Regions from separate parts of the Mus musculus genome. Here region 2 is linked to region 1. The links are chromatin contacts, called in public HiChIP or PLAC-seq maps. All regions are on one chromosome and are shown on one strand. The core of a region is the stretch at or near the end of the contact, and the rest is flanking DNA. Distances in the headings are between cores, read along the strand shown. Region 1 overlaps Ccdc30 (coiled-coil domain containing 30). Region 2 overlaps Zmynd12 (zinc finger, MYND domain containing 12).

What was found. HiChIP or PLAC-seq counts read pairs in DNA pulled down with a chosen protein or histone mark.
Region 2: an H3K27ac HiChIP or PLAC-seq map of embryonic stem cells shows a contact between it and region 1, with 7 read pairs. The contact joins two enhancer-like sites. A contact is called at or near these places in 36 of 484 Hi-C or Micro-C datasets (the AML12 cell line, ECoMG myeloid progenitors, the G1E-ER4 cell line and 12 more), 1 of 115 datasets of contacts at active chromatin or transcription factors (embryonic stem cells) and 2 of 9 other capture datasets (adipose tissue and pancreatic islet).

What each region holds. Positions count from the first base shown.
Region 1 is chr4:119,402,288-119,405,798 of GRCm38.p6, reverse strand. Ccdc30 (coiled-coil domain containing 30) reads left to right here. Exons shown (of 15, transcript NM_029286.2): 2 at 1,535-1,725. The coding sequence starts at 1,561. Among named protein-coding and RNA genes, the nearest start is that of Ccdc30, 11 kb to the left of the region's middle. Within about 2 kb of position 2,253, at least 3 of the 459 cell types and tissues checked have an H3K27ac peak or open chromatin away from gene starts, as enhancers often do. A contact at or near this core is called in embryonic stem cells, where this site is marked.
Region 2 is chr4:119,440,901-119,444,164 of GRCm38.p6, reverse strand. It overlaps Zmynd12 (zinc finger, MYND domain containing 12), which reads right to left. Exons shown (of 8, transcript NM_001014900.2): 4 at 2,247-2,416. Among named protein-coding and RNA genes, the nearest start is that of Zmynd12, 20 kb to the right of the region's middle. Within about 2 kb of position 1,529, at least 30 of the 459 cell types and tissues checked have an H3K27ac peak or open chromatin away from gene starts, as enhancers often do. A contact at or near this core is called in embryonic stem cells, where this site is marked.

The DNA of each region.
Region 1 (3,511 bases), core at 1,004-3,503:
CCACTATACTTCCTTCCTCTTCCTCCCTCCCTCCCTCCCTTCCTCCCTCTCTTCCTTCCTCCTTCACTCTCTTCTTCCCTCCTCCCTTCTTTGCCCCCTCTCTTCTTCCCTCCCTCCCTTCTTCTCTCTCTTCCTTCCTCCCTTCCTTTCTCCCTCCCTCTCTTCTTTCCTCCTTCTCTTCCTTCATTTCTTCCTTCCTCTTCCTTCCATCCTTCCTTCCTCTTCCTCCCTCCCTCTTTCCATCACTTTCCCTTCACCTTTCCCATTTCTCCTTCCCTTTCTACCCCTTCTTTCCTTTCAAAAGTTTTATTTTTACTTTTGTTTGTGTGTTTGTGTGTGCACGTGTGCCAGTCACATGTCTTTGAGCCCCAATCAAGGCCAGAATAGAGCATCTAAGCTCTATCTAAACTATTAAAAAGGAGTTACAAATGTTTGTTGTGTTAGAATTGCGGCTCCTTCATACAGATCATACCAGTCCAGCGCAGTTCTAGTTTTTTTTGGGGGGAGGGGGCACGAGTACAAAAAGGGGCAATGAAGAATGAGCGAGAGAAGGTCAGGGGGCTCTGCTTTTTATTTGGGCTGTAATGTAACTGCACATACTGCTGTGCACTGCCTGCGCTTGTTTTTGTTTCTTAAGGAAGAGTTTTATGTAGCCGTAGATGGCCTCAAGCTTATTTTGTAGCTGAAGTGGACCTTGAACTCCTATTCTCTCTCACTCTCTGACATGCTAGCACTACACAGGTATGCCACTATGCCCAGTTATTCCTAGTCTGATAGGTAAGGTGTAGCCCATTAAAGGCATTATTGGGTGATAACATGGTGGTATCCTAGATACTAAGTCTGACAGAGTTGTGACATAGTGTTTAACAGAAACCAGCATAGGTGAGGGTGGGCAGGTGAATGTATGGCGGTTGCCATGGCAACAGACACAATGGTTCTTTCTGGTTGCTTAGGAGTGACATCACCATCATTGCTGGAAAACAGAACTCGGGGCCTCTGGATGAGCAGCATTGAGCTATCTCACCAGCCCAGTTTCCTTCTGGGTTGTTTTTTTTGTTTTGTTTTGTTTTTTTGTTTGTTTGTTTGAATACACTGTTGCTATCTTCAGACACACGAGAAGGGGGCATCAGATCCCCATTACAGATGGCTGTGAGCCACTATGTGGGTGCTGGGAATTGAACTCAGGACCTCTGGAAGAGCAGTCAGTGCTCTTAACCACTGAGCCATCTCTCCAGCCCTCCTCCTCTTTTAAAACATGTTCTCACTATGTAACCCTGCCTAGTCTCAAACTCATGATTCTGCTGCCTCTACTCCTCAAATGCTGGGGTTGGCATGTGCTACCATGTCCACCACTCTTATGTTATTGTTCCTGAAAGTTTCCAAACACCCTGAAGGGATGGGGAGAGGAGGAGAATGTCAACGTTATTTTTTATTAATTATTAAGCTCCAAGTAGAAATTTTCTTGGTGTTTTATACAACAATAGTTATTTGCCTACAATTATTTTTATACTTTTCTGTTATTTCTTCCCAACAGAAGCCCAAACAAGGGAAGCCAACCAAATGTGTCAAGAAGGCTTGTTCAGACTAGCTCTGAGCAGCCCCAGGAAACAGACTGCATGCTCACTGGGAGAGAGGAGGACGCTGGCAGAGGCCCTGGGACTTGTGGACTCTACGCTGGAGTCTCGAAGAGATCCAAACAGCAGCCTACAAAAAGAATTTCCCCAGGTATTCTAGAATTAACTAGATGACTTAGTGAAAAAGCAGGCCTCCTGAGACCTCATCATTCATCTAGTCAGCCATTCACATAAGTATCAGGAAGCGCATTTACATGCTTCAGAATAAGGCTTTGTATTTGGATGGCCTTCCTCTGCCAGCTGTAAGCATTTGAACATGCCAGTGACCAGCCTTGGATAGGAGAGGGCTTTTGAGAGAAGGGCTATTTGAGAGTGGTGAAACAAAAGACTGGAAGTCAAATTGTGGGTTACAAGCCGGTGTCCTATGTTCTGCTCCAGAGAGCTTTCCAGACTGCTTTCTGTATGTTCCATTGAGCTCAAGACTACTTTCTCCTGCTATTCTAAAAATTCTCCAGATAGCTTGCAAACCAAAAAAGCCCAGTCTTTTATTTTACATATCAATTCAGTCATTACCCCCAGTTCCCTTTTAATTATCCCATGAATCAGCATCCCTTGACCCCAGCCCCTTGATTCTTAGAAAAAGACTGCAAGCACAGCAGAGACAATAAGATAGCTGAATGGGACCCCATTCACTCTGAAATTACCATTCTGACCATACCCGGACCTAAATCCTTCTGACAAGCTGGCTCAAAGTACAGCTGCCTCTGTTCCTTAAAATTTGTGAAGCTCCACATACAATTCATATTACATCCTTATATTTTGCACAGTTGAGAAATTATATATTTTTGAACTCATGTTTTCAGGGTTCATTCCCACAGCCTTAAGGGCTGTCCTGAAGGTCTCAGCATTCTATAATTGATTTACTGAGACATAGACACGCCCTTGATTCCGGGACTCATGCTCCTGACTTCAGTGGGTATTATCCATCCCAGAAGGAAGGCTCAGAGAAGTACCATCTGCAGCAGAGGAGCAGGGGTGGGGGTGGGGCAGCACATCTTGGTGGACCAGGAAGCAAAGAACTAGATATGAGCAGCTATGTCTTCTCAGTCTGTTTACTATTGGCCATGCCCCAAAGGTTCTAAAGCCTCTCATGACAGCACCTAAGCTGGGGAGCAGGTTTTCAGATACCTGAGCATGGGGGGTTGGGGTGGATAGGGGAGCATTTTACAATTAAACCATATGGTGTGCAAGTGTGTGTTGGTGAGAAGTAGAATAAGCTGAAATTATTGTATCCCTCTATTGCATAATTATTTTTAAAATCAGGCAACATGTGTGTGTGTGTGTGTTGCACACATATGGACAGGTTTGTGTGCGTGTAGAGGCCAGAGATCAGTGTTGGTGTCTTCCTTCCTCTCCACCTTTTGAGGCAGGGTCTCTCACTGAACCTGGAGCTCATTGACTTGGTTAGGCAACTGGTCAGTGTGCTGCAGGGGTGGCCTGTGCCCACTGCCAGGCCTGGTTTTAATGTAGGTGCTGAGGATCTGATTATGCTTGCACAGAAGGCAGGATCCTGCTTCTGTTTCTTGATTTTGTTAAGGTGAAATATGAGAAAATCTGGCAGCCTTTGCAAAGAGAACATCAGAATTACCAGGAGCCTGGGCAGCAGCCTAAAAAAATAAATAAATAAATACCTTAGTCAAGTAAAAATTAGATCCCTTTACCTAATTATTGTAGCTAACTATAAGTCAGCTTTTATTCAGTTTCTGTCTGAATATATTCAGATATCTTTGTTCCAGGGCTGGAGAGATGGCTCAGTAGTTAAGAGTACTGGCTGTTCTTCCAAAGGACCTGTGTTCAGTTCCCAGCACCCCCATGGTGGCTCACAACCACCTGTAACTCCAGTTCCAGGAGTTTCACTCCCCTCTTCTGGCCTCTGG
Region 2 (3,264 bases), core at 280-2,779, 39 kb before region 1:
AAGACATGAGCTGTGGCTCAGGATGGATGGACTACAAGCACTATGCAGGTGAGCACAGTCAGACAGACTCTAGACTCTGCCTGCAATTCTCCCTCTGTGAAGAGAGCATGCCTGTGCTGGTGGCACACAACTTTAATCCCAGCCCTCAGGAAGCAGAGGCAGGCAGAGCTGTGGGAGTTCAAGGCCAGTCTGGTCTACAGAGTGAGTTTCAGGACAGCCAGGGTTACACCAAAAATTCTATCTCAAAAGAAGGAGGAGGAGGAGGAAGAAAGGAAAGAAAGAGAAGGAAGGAGGGAGGGAGGGAGGGAGGGAGGGAGGGAGGGAGGGAGGGAGGGAGGGAGGGAGGGAGATCGATCTATGTAGACAGAGACCAGCTGCCTGGGGTTGGGATTTGAGTGGAAATGACTGCAAATGGAAATGAGGGGCTTCTCTGAGTGATGGAAATGTGCTCCTGGTTGTGTAGCTCTGTACTAAAACTTACATGAAAATGAGTGATTTTGTAATTTGTATCAGTGAAGTGTGTGTTAAAGAAGGGGGAAGACATGTAGGTGTGATAGGGAATATCTGTAATTCCAGCACTCAGGAGCTGAAGCAGGATGATGCTGAGTTCAAGATCAACCTGGAATATAATAAGACCTTGTCTCAAAAAGGGTATCTCGAGACAGTGTGGCATGCACCTTTAATCTCAGCACGTGGAAGGCAGAAGCAGGCGGATTTCCATGAGTTTGAGGTCAGCTAGGATACATAGTGAGACCCTGTTCAAAAAGAAAGCAAACAACAAGTGTGTGTGTGTGTGTGTGTGTGTGTGTGTACACTCAGGAAACATGGTTTTGAGGTTTTGATCTAATTCCTAATTGTGTGATCAGCACAAGACAGAATATGCCTGCCTCTACTTAATTAACTGAAGGATGTGGGGGGTAGAGGCAAACATAAATGAAGAAAACTTGCCAGGCATGGTGGCACACACCTTTAAGCCTAGCATCCAGGAGGCAGAGGCAGGCAGATCTCTGAGTTCAAGGCCAACCTGGTCAACGTATCAAATTCCAGGACAGCCTTAACTATATAATAAGACCCTCTCTCTTTAAAAAAAAAAAAAAAAAAGTCTTGGTTAAGGGCTTGGACAAAAACAGATGACATAGGGCTGCCTGAAGTCACTTAATGGAAGAGTAACTGGAGATATGGAAGTCACAAAAGCAAGAGGGCCAACAGAGCACCAAGAACAGCAATGGCACCCCTGTACCTCAGAAAACCAGAGGAGATGGCATGGGTAATGGAGACCAGCCAGAGCTGGAGCTAGGGCCACTAGACAGGAGCTGTATCCAGAAAGGAAAGCTGACTGCTCCACCAGACCCACCCCCTCCCCCACTGTAACTCCACCCTCCTGCTGTGCCTCCCACTCTTCAGTCCCTAGCAACACTCTTCAGTCCCTAGCAAAGCCAGACAGTGATGGTGCGATGGCGTCCAGGACAGCCACAGAGGGCAGCCTTCCAGGGCAGAGAGCTGCACACAAGATGGCCTTGAGGAACGGGGAAGAGTCTAAGGCGAGCACAGAGGCAGGCAGCCAGAGGGAGGGAAGGCTGCCTGGAGGAAAGGTGAGCGTAGAGCGTAGAAAGGGCCCATGGGAGTGCAATATGACCCAGCCTAATCCGGGTCAGGGACAGGAACTCTATCTGGTACTATTTTCCAGCCCCAAAATTTGACTAGGAACTCCTGAACTGGAGAAAAACAGCTCATCTGACTCCCGTATCTCACATTTGTACGGGTTTATAGATTGTAAGTGCTTTCCTATAGATCTGGCTCATTTAAATTTAATAACTACACTCTGAAGAAGAAACGTTAATATTATTTTAACAAATAGCCACAAAGTCCAGTGTGTACAAACATCTATTATTAATCTCTGCAATGTGCTGATGTGGTTGGGACCGGTTTATGATTTGTGTCTTAACATGTGATGAGAAAGGTTAAATAATTTGTCACAGAACTAGCATTGCTGGAAGCAGAAGCACAACCCTTCTTCCCTTAGCACTGTGCAGTTCTGTCTCTCCAGATTAGCCTCAGACATCTGGGTGGGGAAGGTGGGGTGGGGCCTGGCCACATTTGCATAGCTAGGAAGTAGAAAGGCTGAGTTCTTGCTGCTGCTCCCAAAATGGCCAGCATAAGCAGTGTTAGAGAAACACTCAGCCAAGAGAAACACTAAGCAGAGCCGTTCTTGGAAATACCCAGGTATTTTAAGTGAGCTTGCTCACATCATTAGCCAGATGGTACCGGGCTTCATCGAGGTTTTTCTTGGCTATGTAGAGAAGGCCCAGGTTCCGATGCAGTAAAGAGTGGGTGGCGTTACTACAGTCAGTTGACTTGAGGACTGTCCATTGGGCTTGGGATAGATATTCTTCAGCCTGCACTATCCGGCCCAGACCTGCCAAAAGTCAGTTGTAAAAGAGGTATAAGCCAGGTATGGTGGTGCACGCCTTTAATTCCAGCACTCGGGAAGCAGAGGCAGGAGGATTTCCTGGAGTTCCAGTACAGCTCAGGCTCTGTAGAGATACCCTATCTCAAAAACCCATAAATAAATAAATAAATAAATAAATAAATAAATAAATTATAATTCATATTTTAACTAAAGAGTATATAATGACATATGGGTTATCATACATTGGTTTATTCATTGATACAAATTTTTATTAGTGCCCAAAGTTGCTCGTGAACGTTCATAGCAATCCATCCTTAACTGATGCTCATGAGTGAACTGTGATTAGTCATAAAAAGAATATTGCCTGTATATATGCTACAGAGAGGACAGCTTGAAAACAGCATGCTATGTGAAGCCAGACCCCCAAAGCCACATATTGTCAGACTCCATTTATGTGAAATGTCCAGAACAGGCACACATAGAGAGAAGGGACTTAGTAGTGGTGGGGGCGTATCAGAGAGAGGAAGAGGTGAGGGTGTTTAACAAAGGGCAACGACGAACAACTATATGGAGTTTTAAAGCTGGGGGAGCGTTCTGGAATTGAATAGTGGTGAGTATACAACCTTTTGAATATATAACCTTCTGAATATATTACATTGTACCTTAAAAGGATGAACTTATAGATTGTGAATTCTCTCTTTCTACAGATATATACAATGCAGAGAGAGCAGGGAAGAGAGAGATACACTGGGATGTTAACTTTTATTGATGTATTTATTTGGGTAGCTTTTTGTTTTGCTTTGCTTTAGACAGAGTCTCTGTAGCTCTGGTCTTGACCTCTATGTCTACCAGAA